Linked DNA regions of Mustela erminea: region 2 is linked to region 1. The links are chromatin contacts, called in public Hi-C maps. All regions are on one chromosome and are shown on one strand. Each heading gives the region's core, a stretch centred on a gene start, on an enhancer-like site or on the middle of the called end of the contact. The rest is flanking DNA. Distances are from core to core; before and after follow the strand shown.

Evidence for each region. A called contact is a pair of places that touch in the nucleus more often than the background predicts.
Region 2: a Hi-C map of fibroblasts shows a contact between it and region 1, with 2.3 times the contacts expected there. The contact joins two enhancer-like sites. A contact is called at or near these places in 3 of 3 Hi-C or Micro-C datasets (fibroblasts, skeletal muscle and spleen).

What each region holds. Positions count from the first base shown.
Region 1 is chr9:107,349,118-107,356,959 of mMusErm1.Pri, forward strand. No RefSeq gene overlaps it. Among named protein-coding and RNA genes, the nearest start is that of FRMD8, 30 kb to the left of the region's middle. Within about 2 kb of position 4,639, the one cell type or tissue checked has open chromatin away from gene starts, as enhancers often do. A contact at or near this core is called in fibroblasts, where this site is marked.
Region 2 is chr9:107,409,289-107,417,130 of mMusErm1.Pri, forward strand. No RefSeq gene overlaps it. Among named protein-coding and RNA genes, the nearest start is that of SCYL1, 28 kb to the right of the region's middle. Within about 2 kb of position 5,018, the one cell type or tissue checked has open chromatin away from gene starts, as enhancers often do. A contact at or near this core is called in fibroblasts, where this site is marked.

The sequences.
Region 1 (7,842 bases), core at 3,389-5,888:
CTGGGGCTGTCATGACAGAGTACCACGGGCTGGGGGACTTAAAACGATGGAAATGTAACGTCTCTCAGTTCTGGAGCCCAGAAGTCCCCAAAGAAGGTGTCAGCCGAGCCGCGCTCCCTCTGAAAGCTACAGAGGACTCCCTCCTCGCCCTTCCCAGCTTCGGGTGCGTTTCCGCAGTCCTTGGCTCATGGCTGCACACATCCCGTCTCTGCCTTTGTCGTCACCTGACTTCTCCCTGTGCGCATCTGTCTTCTTGGGACACCGGTCACGGGGGATTAGGGGCCCACCCTTGGCCATTTCATCTTAACTAATTACATCTGCAACGACTCTGTTTCCAGCTAAGGTCACATGCGGAGGTCCCAAGGGTTGGGGCTTGAACATATCTTTTTGGGGGGCCACAGTTCAACCCTGCATATCACCCTAATGGCCTTTTGGGGGGCTTTTTAGTGCACCAAATGTTGCTGTTTTAAGATACCAGCTGCCTTTGGCTCACACAGGGGCTTCCCTCCCCCAGCCTGACTCAGCCAGCACCTGGCTCCAGAGGACCCTGGACCAGAAGAGGTTGAAGGGGTCCAGTGCAGGGGTCAGTGCAGGGGTCCAGGGTCTTCAGGACCACCTGACCCCCTAATGCTTCAGAACTCAAACAGCAGAGGTCATGGGAACAAGCAACATAAGGCAACCCTTTGTGAGGCTGGGGCACTTCTGGCTCATTCTCTGCCACTGACAGCATCGGGGAGCTTTCGGCCGGCCTCCCCAGTCCCAGCTTCTCAGCTGGACAGGCACAGGTGGCTCCCACTACAACCTCGGCCAGGAGGCTGCTGCAGATCCGGCTCCTGGAGGGGGCCTGGTGATTCATGCTGTGGCCAGCAGCCTGAGGTACATCGAGACACCCACAGGAAGCCAGAGGCCCCACTGGGCTCAGAATACAGCAGGGCAACCCCGGAAGCCTTCACGCTCTGTCCAAGAAGCCAAAGGTTCAGGGCACACGGATCAAGCTGGAAAGGAGCGGTCTGGAGGGACCATGTCTGGGGCCGCTGACACGTGTCAGCAAGCAGTTCCAGATGCCCCTGCACCAGGAGCTGAGAGAGTCCGTGACTGAGTTGTCCAAAGGGTGTCAGCTCAAGGTCCAAGCAGCTTTGCAGGGGACACCAGGGATGGGAAATGACCAGGATCACAAGCCACTTCAAACAGGCTCATGGTCCCTGACTGATGAGCTGGCCACACCCAAGCTCCAGGAGACAAAGGGAACAGAGGACAGATGGGGAGGAGAGTCGGAGATCACTGAAGGCTTTCTAGAAAAGTCCTGACAGGTTCAATATAACAGAGATGAAAGGAGCATCTCTCACAGTGAAAGGGTATGGGTGGGGGGTACAGAACAGGGGCGTCACGCAAAACCTGGCTGTGACCTTGCGCCTGACAGACACTCACAGCCCTGAGGCAAGAGCAGTGGGCGACTTCAGGGCAGATTGTCACTGCTCCTCCTCCCAGGCAACGAGGACATTTTAGAGCCGCCTGATGCTTTATTCCTGTCCCAATCGGAGAAGGCAGGCCGATTACCCCGACGTCACACAGAACAGGGTGGCAGCATTAGCCCTGGGGCAGGACTTCAGTTTCAAGTCCCAGGGTTGGCTGCCCCACCCCCTTTTTTTTCCCCAACCCCCACCAGTTTGACCATTTGGCAGGGGGAGTGGTGTACAGACTTCAGGAGAGTCGGCCAAGGTCACTGCTTGCAGGTCCAGCTATGGCCAGAAGGGGGCAGCTGAGCCCGCCCTTTCCCGGTCCAGCGCCACCGCAGAGGCAGTGAGCTGGCATTTCCGACCCAGACCCCTGTCTTCTGGAACCTGGGGCCAACTGTGGGGCCTTCCATGGGGTGCTGCATGTGTCCCTCCTTCCAGAGCAGGGGCCCTGACTCCCGACAGCCACCACAATCCTACAGCCTATGGTCGGGGGTCCTGGACCTCCAAGAGCACCACCTGGTGAGGGGACCTACTTTTTCCAAAGATCAGGATCCATGTCCTCCAGACAGATTCTGCTTTTATTTTTTTGAATTTTTATTTGTTTGTTTTTCTGTGAAATGGTAATTGAGTCAAAATATTTAAAACAAGGGCTATGTGGGGAAATCCAGGAGGTGGGATGGGCACATCCTGGGTTGCTCTTCCCCCTCCGGCTCTACCCTGTGCGGCAGGAGCTGACTGTCCCAGGCTGGCAGCAACACCCCCCCCCCCCCAGCTGTCTCTCAGCACCTGCCTCCCCCAGCCAGACTCAGCCGGACAGCTATTTTAAACTACTTGTCATAAGTACAATATGCAAGAGGAGGTTAATAATAGTCCCAGCTCTTCCTCCAGACCTCTGTGTCTCCTGTCTATCTGACCTTGGCATTCAGTGGTGGGGATGTTGGGAATCAAGGATACTCTAGGCCAGTGAGAGCACAGGCTTTCCTCAATGTCAAGGTCAGCAGCCTCCAGTGGCCAGGGGCACCACTCCGAGGGTTTCTGCTGTACCTGCAGATGGCCTGGTGCCATGTACACCTTGCTCCCAGGTGCCACGGGGGGGGGGGGCATGGGGGCGGGATCAGGGGTCAGAGTAGAAAAGTCTCCTTCAGTGGTTCAAGGACAATGTAAATGAGCAGTGCTCTGGCAGAGTCATGGTCCAGACAAGACAAGACTCAGGTCTGAGGAGGGGGCTCTAGCAGCAGGACCCTACTGCAAGCGGGACACCTGGCCTTGGGGACTACAGGCGGCTGGGAGAGGAGGGTTTCTTGGGGGCGGTGCAAACTCAGTAGGATGTCAACGTCCCCCAGCTCCCTGCCCAGACGGCCCAACTGTTGCCAGGATTCCTGGGGGATGGGGCTTGGGGAGAGGCTGGCAAGGTGAGTACAGGCCTACGCAAGTGGGACTCAACAGGGAGGCTGAGGAAGTCTGAGGGCCCCTGGTAGGACATAGCAGGGGCTGAAGGAGACGAGGCTTGTGGGAGCAGGTCCCTAGTTCCACAGGACTTCCCTCTGCTGGGGGGTGGGAAGCGATGACACAGGAGCTCAGCATGGGGGGCCGGGGCAGGTGGATCTGGTGCGCGTTCAAGGGCAGCAGCCGCAGGACATAGGGACGTAGGGAGGTGACCGTGAGCTGGCGAAAGAGTTGGCAGAAGGGCAGGGCGAGCTCTAGGCGGAAGGTCCGCTTAGGCAAGACTCAGGGAAAGCAGGGAGCGGTCAGTCGGGCTGGGGTGGCCAGGAGTGTCGGGTGTACGTGGCCGGGAATCCAGGAGTCGGGGACTGACCATATAAGCCTGTTCCTGGAGGTGTGGCCAAGGTGCCAAGTCTGGCTCTAGGCAGGGAGCCCTCAGGAAAGGGCATCAGGGACTGAGAGCCCACAGGCCATGTCCCCTGACAGGAGACTAGGTCAAATATGTAAGGACCCCTCTCCTGCCTTAGGGATCCCCACCACCACCCTCTAGAGTCTGTTCCTGGACACCCTCTCCCTCAAATGCCTTCTGCCGGCTCCACCACACACGGTTCCCCTAGTTCCCTCAGCTGGCCCCAGACATTCAGGGTGAGCTGCTGGGACCCAGGCCACAGGGAGCAGCCCCAGGCCCTTTCTCCTTGTCTTCTGATCTGAGCGTCCAGGCTGGACAGGCCCCCAAACCCGGGCCTGTCATTGAGTTTGTGGGGCTGCTGCTGACCTGGGCACCATTTCCTTCCTTCAGCCCGCCAATACCACAAATACTTGTCGAGAGCCTCACAGTGGACCAAGTGACCTTGACAAAACATGCTTTTGTCAACACATTTGCTGAGGTCCACCGCGTGCCAGGGACTGGGGGGTTTGGGGATCCGGTGGACGGCAGAGCAGACAGAAACCCAGCCCCTCAAGAAGCTCAAGTCCCAGGACCCACTGCAAAGGTGACCCCTGAGCAGAGGCCTGAAGCGGCGGAGGGCCAGCCAGGCCACACGGCCACCGGGCAAAGGGACTTCCAGCTAGAACAATGTCGGTCAGAATTATGAAGTGGAAACGAGAAAAGAATGTCTGGGAGAGGTTAAGACAGGGCCCAGGGCCACACCGTGAGACAGGGGCTGCCGAGCTGAGCCTAGGTTGAGGCCTAGTTTCCTGCCGGGGCCGCAGAGGCTGCTGGGGACTGGGCGGGGGCAGGTTGTGGATCCTGCCTGTGAGGCAGGGCCGGGCGGGGCTGGAAGGGCTCCCAGCCAGCACAGTGACTCTGCAGGTTCCTCTCCCAGGCTCACAGGCAAGGGGCCTCATGGCTCAGGGGCTCCTGTGGGTGGACAGTCAAGGTGACCCGGGCAGCCACAGCTCTGGAACTGGACCTGAGGGGAATGGGATTGGGTTCTGGCACATTCTCTAGTTGCCCTGCCCTTGGTGTGAACCTGAAGTACCACGAGTTTCTTGCCCGTCTTCTCTCCCTTTTCCAAGGGCTCCTACAGGAAATCTGGATGCTTTCCTAGGCCGGTGTGTGTTTGGAAACAAAGCTGAGCTGGTTTCACAAGATGGGGAGATGGCCATGGCTGTGAGAAAGGCCTTGGAACCCAGGCCCTGACCCTGAAAAATCCAGATGCTGCCAAACGCGCCCTTTCTCATACTTTCCCCTCCAGCCCTGGGCTCCTAAGTGTGCTGCCCAGGAAGGACAGGCTTCAGCCACCCACTCTGGTCGGCCCCACCCAGAGATCCAAGTTCCTGTTTACAGCCCTTTCCTGGAACAGCTTGTTTTGATCCAAAGAAACCTGCTGACGCATTGCCTGCTCTCCTGCTCCCTCAGGGTGGAGGTATTTTTAGCCTTATTTGCAGAAAAAGAGGCAGAACCCAGGCCCCTCCTTTGTCCCCCTTACTGTGAGACTGTCTTGACCCCCACCCCCAAGGCAGGACAGGGATGGATGTCTCTGTGTGGTTTTCTACTGTTAAAAAATAAAATTCAACTGAGTAAACTTAAAGACCCAGCTGGCCATATTCAATGATTCATCAATTAGGCCAATGTTCCATCTAATAAACAGAAAGCTCTAAGGCGCCCTACAAAATAGAAGGGCTTCATAGACAGAAATAGGATACGACAAAGAGGATATTAGCAAAAGAGACATTGTTTCAAGCAAGGTCACCTTTCTTTGAAGGGAAGAGCCAAGGGACCTTATGAAACAGCTTACCTCACTAGAGCTGATTGAGAAATTCCAGACTGATTGGTCTGAAACGGCAATTAAGTTAGGTATTCAATCTTGGTGTGGCTTGCCACAAGAGACTCCATTTTTAAAATTTATTTATTTGTTTATTTATTTATTTTAAAGATCTCATTTATTTGACAGAGAGACACAGCGAGAGAGGGAACACAAGCAGGGGCAATGGGAGAGGGAGAAGCAGGCTTCCCACCGAGCAGGGAGTCCTATGCAGGGCTCGATCCCAGTACCCTGGGATTATGACCTGAGCTGAAGGCAGAGGCCTAACGACGGAGTCACCCAGGCGCCCCGTGACTCTGTTTTGGATCGGTTGTTTCTTTTTTAACACTATCCTACTCTGGTCTCTTAAGTACATTCCTTTCCCAAAGAAAACCAGCTGTGTGGAACTGAAGGCCAGGAGAGCTTCTAAACAAGGACTCTCTGAAACTGCCATTTTGTCCTTGACAATGGGTCGGGAGGCCAGGGTGGCTCCAAACACAAGGACACGAAGAAGGGCTTTAGTTCCTTTTGTGATGGAGAATCCTAAACTTTGTAAAATCCTAAAGTTTTTTGTTGCTAATTCCACCTACTCCTAACTTTTTTGAAACATAAAATCTAAGCAAGTTTGTTTCTGGGACTTGAGAACGATATGTGTAAAGGAGGGTAATTTTTAGACTAGAGGAAGAAAAAAGCAAGCTGAGACTTCAAGCTGGGTCCATGAAGCCGCCACAGGGCAGTGACTACCACGGCTCAGGCGCCTTGTAGATAAATAAAGGGCTGACCCCACAGCCTGGGTACTGTGACACAGCAGGAAAAGAATTTGCTCAGTATTATACACACCTCACAGCCTTCTAGAACATTCTGATAGGTAGTTCCCTCTTTCCACACTGTTCTTTCAGGCCAAGTCCCTCCAATCGACCCCTGGAAACGTTGCCAAGACAAAACTGAGGGGGCAGATCTTGATGAACCATCGGCTACCAGAATCTTCCCCTGGTGAAGGAACTCGGGAAGCAGCTGTGGGTTAACAAACCAGGGCATGCCAGCAGACTCTGGTGCTGAGGGTCACCGGAGATGCTGTTTTGCAAGAACAACAGGGAGGGGCCCAGCCCCACCTGCAGATGCCTCTCACTGAGGCTGGAGAACAATCCTTTCCCAGTTTCCTCCCAGTTGTCAAGGGAGCCTATTGTCAGGGAAGGTTTTGTTTGGGGCGGGGGTGGTTGCTCTGGGAGGAGACCTTTGCACATGGAGTTGGTCAAAGAGGGCCTTCTCAGATCTGACCTTAGTCCTCCCTCTACCCCTCCACCCTGTACTTCTGGGGGCGGGGCTGGGGCTGAACAGGGACCACACAGGGTTCTCAAGCTGTGGGTCCCCCTCACCCTGGCAGGGAGATGCCAACTGCCCTTCCCAAAAGCCTCGCCAAGCACTGGGCCAGGCCTGGCCGGGCTCTGGAGAAGGGGCTGAGAGTCTGAAGGGTTTGCTTTTGCTTCTGCTTTAGAAGCCCCAGGTTGGGGGTGCCTGGGTGGTTCAGTCAGTTAAGCATCTAACTCTTGGTTTCTGCCTTGGGAGGGGGAATGATCTCAGGGTCCCCATCTCAAGGTCATGGGATCAAAACCCACCTCAGGCTCCATGCTTGGGGTGGAGCCAGCTTGAGATTCTCTCTCCCTCTGCCTGTCCCCGCTCACCTGAGCTCTCTCAAGTGATAAAAATCTTAAAAAACAAACCAAGGGGCTGAAGGCCTGTTCTATGTAAGCAGCCAGAAGGCAGGGCCCCCAGGTCATCAATCGGGGCTCCCCCAGGTCCATCATAGGCTGTAAACTGCCCTGGACAGAACGCAGGGTTTTGTTTTCTTTTCTTTTTTTTTTTTTTTTAAACATTTTACTTATTTATTTATTTGACAGAGAGAAATCACAAGTAGATGGAGAGGCAGGCAGAGAGAGACAGAGGGAAGCAGGCTCCCCGCTGAGCAGAGAGCCCGGTGCGGGACACGATCCCAGCATCCTGAGATCATGACCTGAGCCCACGGCAGCGGCTTAACCCACTGAGCCACCCAGGCGCCCCCAGGGTTTTGTTTTTAAGTCTCCCTTTTCCCCACCTCCCAGTGCAAAAGTAAAACGGGTTGGATGTCTCTACCCTTTTGGTTTTGTAGCGTGCAGTTATGTACTGTTTTCTGCATAAACAAGATTTTGATCTCACTGTTTTGCAACTACTTATCTCCACTTAGTATATCATGAAAAACCATCAAGTGGCCTATCCCAGGGCAGAGTTTCCTTGTGAAATATGGTCCCTGGTAACAGAGAACAACAAAACCATAACACATTCCCCACGAGCCACCAAGCTGCAACTTCATGGGCCTCAACGTTTTAATCAACTTGCCCCCAACCACTTCTAATCCTACACAAATCACAGCTGCGTTTCTCAGGCAGAAACGCTACCCGCGGACAACCGGCGACAGCCCCTGCTTCCCCCAGAAGGGTCCCGAACCCCGCCACGCCGGCCCGCCCCGCCCCGCCCCCACCCGCGCGCCGCGCCGCTGACGTCACCGGCGCTCACGAGGCCGAGCCGCCGCCCGAGAAGTCACGCGCAGGCGCCCCGCCCCCACCACGCCACCGCCCGGGGTGATGCGCCCTCTGCAGAGATTCCTCCGCCGCCGCCGCCGCCTGGAATTTTCCAGACGCTCAGCCGGCCCTTCTTTCGGA
Region 2 (7,842 bases), core at 3,768-6,267, 61 kb after region 1:
CTGCACCGCACCCGATGGGCATTCTTGTCTCTGTCAATTCCAGACGCCATTTTCCCTCTCACAGCATGTTGTGTCTCATCCCTTCTTGCTTCCTTCCTAACACCCCTCCCCTCCGCACTCGCACAGTGGAACTAACTGCTGGAAGCCTCACGGGGTGACTGAGCTTATTTTTCACAAGTGACTCTGGCCGGGGTGTTCCAGGTCTGGGACCCCTTGGTCCTTCACAGCCTGTCCTGGGCTCGGTGGTCAGTCAGTCAGTCAGTTCAGCTCTTGCTGAACATGGGCCACATGTGCCCCTTCCCTACTCCGCTTGGGGTTTTAACTCCAAAAGAGATGTTTTCAGATGCATTCATGTAGTCATTGCTCAGGAGACACACATCGAGCTTCTGTTGTGTGTCAGGCACTAGTGGTGGCGAGGGAGACGTCCTGGGCCTCAGTTTCCTCCTTAGTCTCAGGGGCCGCAGCAGCGTCTCCCTCACAGGGAAATGGGGTGAGAACTAGAAGGTCATGGAAAGTGTGCAGCCCAGCGCTCAGTAAGAGTCACAGAACAAAAAGCCGTGTGCTGTGGTTACCATCCTGCGGACATATCCCGGACAACGGAGGGACCACGGAGAGCACAGCACACTGTTCTCGGCCCGGCAGAGGTGGTCTGAGGAAAATCTCCCCTGAAGATTAACTGGGACAAGAGGAGTGGCCAGAGGAAGGAGGACAGTGTCGGGAGAGAAGGTCTAGACACGCTGGGAGTGAAGCCTGTGAGGGGCCCCGCGGAGCTCTTAAACTGGGGAGATGAAGCTGAAGCAGCCCCCTCAGAGAGCCATGTTCTGCCCTTTGTTGTCGCTCTGTCCTCCAGCAGCCCGTGGTGCTACAGCTGGTGGGCTTCCATTACCAGGCCTTCCAGAAAGATCCGCAAACAGGCTGCCGGGCCGGGCCGAGCGCCAAGGACATTATGTGGCGAATAAACTAAAGAAGGGAACGAGCAGCAGCAGGGAGCTCATGGGCTGGGGGTGGGAGAAATGTCCTTCCAAGATACCTTCTTTGTTCCCCTTAGAGAGAGGATTCTATCTCAAATGGAATCTTCTACGTCTACATCGTAGAGGAGGGTACAGAGAGATGATGGAGGCTTCTCTCAGGAAGACAGCAGGAGAGCGTTTCCCTTACTTTTCTGTCTTTGGGTGTTCAGTGCCTGAGAGGGAAGAGCCCGGGGCTGCCTCTTCTGACAGCTTTCTGGGGAAGGCCAATGACATGGCTGCCTGTAGTTTTGCTAACTTGTTTTTTGCTGGAATTGCCCTCAGCTCTCTGCAGGGTAATAGTGTGTCTGGCGGGTGTCAGGGGTTGGTTTCATACCTTCTCCTCTGTACGTTTCTAGCTGTTCAAAATCCCCTAGAACACAGCGATCTCTCTTCCCTTCGATGGAACCCTGAGCTGTGTCACCTCTGTGGGACCTCCCAGCGGCCGGAGCTGACCACTGTGCAAAAACCGCCAAACGTTTGCACCATCATTGTTCCAGAGATCAGCCCCGGGAAAGTTGGGGGGGCAGCAGGAGGGGGCCAGGAACTGCAAATTCCTAGAGCCTTTAGGGAAAAAAAAAAAAAGTTGTTTTTTGGGGACTCCCCTTGCCTTTTCTTTTTCTTGTCTTTTTTTATTTTTTTATTTTTTTATTTTTATTTATTTATTTGAGAGACAGTGAGAGAGAGCATGAGAGGCGAGAAGGTCAGAGGGAGAAGCAGACTCCCCATGGAGCTGGGAGCCTGATGCGGGACTCAATCCCGGGACTCTGGGACCATGACCTGAGCCAAAGGCAGTTGCTTAACCAACTGAGCCACCCAGGTGCCCTTGCCTTTTCTTTTTGATCTGCATTTCCAGAGCAGTCTTGGGTAATGCAGTATTAGATAAAAATCACAGGATTAGATAAAATCGAACAAAAGAGGTGTAGGGGGAGTCTTACCCAGACTGAACCCTGGACCCCAGACCCAGAAATGAAGGCCATTGATAGCTTCTCTCTTGAGTAAGCGTCACTGGCCTTGCTTAAAAGGGGAGGAGGTGGAGTGGATTCCAGCATTCTCTGGAGATTTCTGGCATGACGTGAGTCTGGAGGAATAGATCCGGCCTTGCTGCAGACAGGCCTGGAGGCCAAACCTTAAATTTTTGCTCCTTTAGTCCTTGCATTGCCCCGCCTCCTTGAAGGCCCAGCCAGGAGGCCTCAAACCTTTCTCCTTTGTTTACTGCATTTTACAGAACTAGCATCATCACTCCTTTCATCTAACCTCCTCATTTTACACTGGAGGAAACTGCTACAGCGAAGGTATTTGGGTGAGTGCCCAAGGTCACACGGGTGTTTGTCAGTGGAGTGACTGCCACAAACAGACCAAGGGCCACCTATTTTTAGCCAGGGCTTTTATGAGGGCGGAGGCATGAAACCACTCGCTAAAATGGAGTTGCCCTCTTATATTTGAGTCCTTAGGCCCAGATGAAGGCTAGGTTTCAGATGTCGGTGATGCAGGATATGGAAGCATCAGTGGAGAGAGCAGCTGCCATCAGACGTTCTGACTAAAAGGAACAGGAATGCAGACCAGAGAAGAGGTGCTTTGAAAATAGGCAGTTTTGGGGTGCCTGGGTGGCTTTAGTCATTGGGCGTCTGCCGTCGGCTGTGGTCATGATCCCAGGATCCTGGGATCAAGCCACATTGGGTGCCCTGTTCTGCAGGAAGCTGGCTTCTCCCCCTCCCACTCCCTGTGCTTGTGTGCCCTCTCTTGTGCGCTCTTCCCCGCTCTCTCTGTGTCAAATAAATAAAATCTTAAAAAAAAAAAAAGAGAAACTAAAAAAAAGAAAAAAAGAAAAAACGCAGTTTTATGTTAAAGGAATCCTCAAGGACTTGAGAAAAGGGCACATAATCAAATGTATTATTAATATCCTCACCAAGGAACATGGTGCTTTGGGGCCAATTTGTTTATTTATTATCATTATTTTTAAAGATCTTATTTTTTATCTGATATATAGAGAGACCACAAGGAGGTGGACCGGAGGAGCAGGCTGAGGGAGAGGGAGAAGCAGGCTCCCCATTGAGGAAGGAGCCCATTGTGGGGCTCCATCCCAGGACCCTGGGATCATAACCTGAGCCGAAGGCAGATGCTTAACCAACTGAGCTACCCAGGCGGTCCCAACTTGTTTAAATACGTTTTCCAGAAAAGAAGGGACTCACTATATAAAGAGGAGAAATGAATGTCAAACAAAAGCTAGGAGAGATGAAGTCAGTAAATGTTTGGGCCTACACAGTAAAAACAAGGGTTAGCATCCGTTTCCCTTCCAAAATATAATTCACTTACTAACTAGTGCAATTTCTTTCTGGCCTTAGCAACTCATCTCTTTCAGTTCAACAGACTCCTGAGTCCTGACCTTTCATTCAAATCTCTATTTCTTTCCCCAAGCCCATGGAGAATTAACCAGATAACACACGGCCATTTTAAACAGTATGAGGAAAAAGCTGCAATCTGTAAAGAGAATGGAAATGACTAGGTTTGCAACACTGACAGCTTTTTAAAGCACTTTAAAGTTCTTCATCTCTACAGTAGGAGACGCAGAGTGGATGGCACAGGAGGTGGGGGGGGGGGCGCTCTGCCACCCCTGGAGAAAATGGCAGCAGAGGCTGAAAGACACCCGGGGAGAGGGCACAGCAGGGGAGGGAGGCAGCTCGAGGTCGACTTCGGGGATTCAAGAATAGATTCTGGTACTAATTAGCCGTGTCTGATTTTAGGCAGATCGCAAACTCCCCAGGCTCCCAGCTCCCCGTTTGTAAAATGAGGTGACCCAACTCAGTTTTCCTCCTTCCAGCGCTAAAATCCCACTAAAAATTTTCCAGTCCAGAGCAAACATCAAGCCTGTGTCTGGAGGGAGCCATCTGCATCTCAGTAATATTCCGTCCTTAAAAGTGGAGAAGAACGATTGAAGTCAAACAGCTCATGGCAGGGATGGGGTGGGGGGGTGGTGATGGGATGCAGGCGGGGAGGGGGGCGAAAAGGGAGGGCCAGTACCTGCTCCCCGATGTCTTCACAACCACTGTCATTTACAGGAGCCAAAGGGGTTTTGAAAAGTACCAAGTTTCTCCAGTTCCCATGTCACTATTTAGCTGCCACTCTACCGTGTCATTAACCTCCCTTATCCTCTCCGAATTCACTGCCCTTTTGTAGGTTTCACAATGAAGCCCCTGGAAGTGAAAGAGGACGAGTGTGACCACCCAGTCGTGGGGTCCAGGCTTTATTTATTTTTTAAAAAGATTTTATGTATTTATTTGACAGAGAAAGATCACAAGTAGGCAGAGAAGCAGGCAGAGAGAGAGGGGGGAAGCAGGCTCCCTGCTGAGCAGAGAGCCTGATGTGGGGTTCCATCCCAGGACCCTGAAATCATGACCTGAGCCGAAGGCAGCGGCTTAACCCACTGAGCCACCCAGGTGCCCCGGGTCCAGGCTTTAAACCACGGTGTCCCGCCACTCCTCACTGTCTCTGCTTGTTTCCCTTCCAGAAAGTGAGGCATCTGCTAGGTCAGTCTCGGGAGCCCCCTTCCACCTCGCGCATTGTAGACTAGTAAGACCCGGGGCATGCAAGCACCCCAAGTGTGTTCCAGAAAATTAAGAGCATTTGATAATTACAAGGGGATCCGGCACGAATTTTCAATTAATGGGTGACTTTGATACAATACGGAGGAATGACAAAGCACAGGAAAGGGGAAGAAAAGGCAGACCTGGGCTGTAAACGGGAGAAAGGGAGAAAAGGAGGGAGGGAGGGAGGCGAGAAGCCCCCGAAAGGGAAGAGCCGCCCGAGTTAGGTGAAAGAGCGGAGGGACTGCCACGAAGGCCGGGACCCAAACCCAGCTGCCCCATCCCCCCACGCCATTCCCTGGCACAGCACAGGGGTTGGGGGCGGGGTGCGCATGCGCGCTGGCGCTCTGCGCCAACCGCCACCGCTCACGGAGGCGGCCAGGACCGGCTGGATCCGGTTAGAGCCAGCGGTGCCCGCCCGCGAGCCGGCGCCTCACAAAGGGAGGCGGCGGCTCACGGCCCGCGTATTCCTACGCCGGGCGGGTGTGGGGAATGCGCTTATGGCGCACCCTTCCCCCATCCTTTGTCCCCGTCCTGCAGCTTCGGGCCGTTTGGGGCCTCCGGTAGGCGGCTTTCCGCAGCCCTCCCCGCGCCCCGGAGAGTCTGGACGCGGAGCAGAGTTTGGCCGAGTGGAGACGGGGTGGACGCGCCCCCCTCCCCCAACCCACCTCTCCAGATTCCGCTTTAGCCGCGTGGAAACCGGATCGGGAAGCCCCCGGCGCCATTGTTGCTTAAGTTCTTCCGCCTCGCCCGGCGTCAAATTCCCCCTCCGCCGCCCCGAGAAACGAGGTTTTTCTCAGAAACCCTGTTATCCAGTGCTTAGTCAGCTTTCCCTGTAGTTGGGAGACTCCAGGGGGTGCTTTGGAAGCAAAACTCAAACTACTGAAGGGAAAAGCTTTGGGTTTGGAAAAGAGCTTTTGTTTCCCCTGCAACTCCAGTTTAAAACACCTCGGGAGTGGAGCCAAGCCAGAGATCATTAATACAGACCCTAAAAACACAAAACTGTAGAAAAGCAAACCCATAAAGAGAGTTTCATGACTAATTCAGGAAATGTTGCAGGACAGGCTGCCTAAGGTCGTTGTGTCTTTGGAGGCAAAACCTTTGGCGTTTGGGGATCAAACTTGGTTTTGACAGATTGGGATTTTGAGAACTTTAATGAGAAGAATCTTAGTTTAGAAACGTTCACTATGGACAGAACAGAAAATGTAGGCATGGTCTGAAAAAGGCAACCAAAAATGTGGGGGGTCTACCTAGTATTTAGTGACTGCAAAGACGGGGACATTCAGCGCACAAAGTAACTAACACAAGTCGTGTCCCCCCCCCCCACACCAGGCGTCGTCAGGTCGCAGCAAGCCCCCAAGTTGGCCCTCCAGCTCCGATGCAGGGGACAGCCGTGCATTGTGGCTTCTTGAGCCATTTTCTAGAAGTGGATTTCCCCATTTAGTACAATTCTTGAGCAGATATCCCGGAACATTTGGGCTTCTCCTACAACAGGAAAACCAGAACTTGTCCAGTATAACCTGAGAACCAGCTCCCAGGACCTGAGGCGGTTTGAGAGGGACAAACGGACGCTTTGCTTAGCTAAGATGGCTGCGGTCTGTCGGTCAGGCTGATGCTCGGTTATATAATGGCAACGAAGGCCGTCCGCAAACCCATTTTCACCTCCATTCAAAAAGCACTAACTAGTACCTCCTGCACTCCCGAGAAATTATAAAAGGTATTTGAAAAGCTACTAAAAAAAATTCCCAAGTAATGGCTGAGTTTAGGGGAGCCGTTTGCTCTACTTCAATGTGACTTTTGTTTTTGCCTAAATCTTCAGCTGACATCTGGCTACCAACTTTTGAATATTTCCGGGTACACAGTCGGTAATCAGGCTGCCTGAACCGTCACGAAAAATCTAGAAAGCCTTGTAAAGCTTGATTCTATTTTTAACCCGTCCGAGGAACTATTTTTGCGTCCCTCACAAAGGCGGCGGAGGGTTATTGAGATCGCGGCGTGAGGCGACCATGGGCTATAAATACGCCTCTCCGGAGCGGTGCGGCAGGCATTCAGGCAGCGAGAGCAGGAGCGGCTGGGCAGGCAGGAGACGCAGCTTGAGGAGACTGCAGATAAGTTTTTCTCTTAAATAAAAGCTAGGAATGATTAAGATTCTTAAGGAAATGTAAATAGCGATAATACTGAGATACTGCTTAGTTTTAAATTCTTAGATTAATCTTTTAAAAACGTAAACAGAAGATCTTAAAGAACAGTTTAAGAAATAAAAAGCTCTTTATAGAACCAGACGGAGGTTAGGAGGTGAAGCTTCTTAATGGAGTGGAGTAAACCTAATTTTTTAAAAAAATAGCTAAAAGGACGGCAAAGTCCGACATTCAGAGAATCTTTAAATCGAAGGGCAGCCTTTTAGGTTGAAGTTAAAATGTAAATGATCTAAATAGCGCTTAAATGTTCCTTTAAAAAAGTTATAGACGCTTAAAACTAAAAGTTGTCTTTTAAAAAGGTTAAAGGCGTTATAAAAGCCCTTCGTGGCGCCGCGAGCTCGGTTGCGTCATTTGAAACGTACATGTTAAGGTATGACTTGGCTAAAAACTAGCGGCAGGATGGATGTAAATTTGGAGATTAGAAAATTGGAGACCTCAGAAGACAGAAGTACAGGAAGGTGAAGACTTACAGACAGAACTACAGGAAGGTGAAGAAATTTAGAGAAGATAGGAAAATTGGAAGAAAAACGTCTTTTAGAAGACAGAAAAATAGACCTTGAAGGCAGGAAGAAGAAGAAAAGGAAACTAGAAAAAGAAGGCACCTCAGGTCTCAGTTACAAGTTGAGAAGTAAGGTGGAAAATACGGTCAGGAAAGGTATCTCAGGTAGAGAAAGGAAAATAAGCTAGGACAGCTACTGAATACAAGCGCACGAGATAGACGTCAAAAAGAAGATAGAAAAGGTTAATCCAGAAAATTCGCTAAAGCTCAAGAACAGGAAAACTAAGGAAATTAGTTTTTAAAATTCTTACTGGAATTTCTGCTAAAAGCCCAGGAGTTCGATTTCTGGTGGTGCAGAAGCTAGCTTGGAGAAGATGAGGGTGTCAGCTACTGTAGCCCGGGACCGGCTTAGAAGAATTATCCCGAAGCTAGAGGGAAGGTTAAAAAAACCGCTCTTGACAGCTTTTGCTACTAAAAGGACTGAAGTTACTTAAGAATTCAGGCAGAATATTTTTGGAGAGTTAACGTGAGTTTAAATGCAGTAGCGTTTAGTG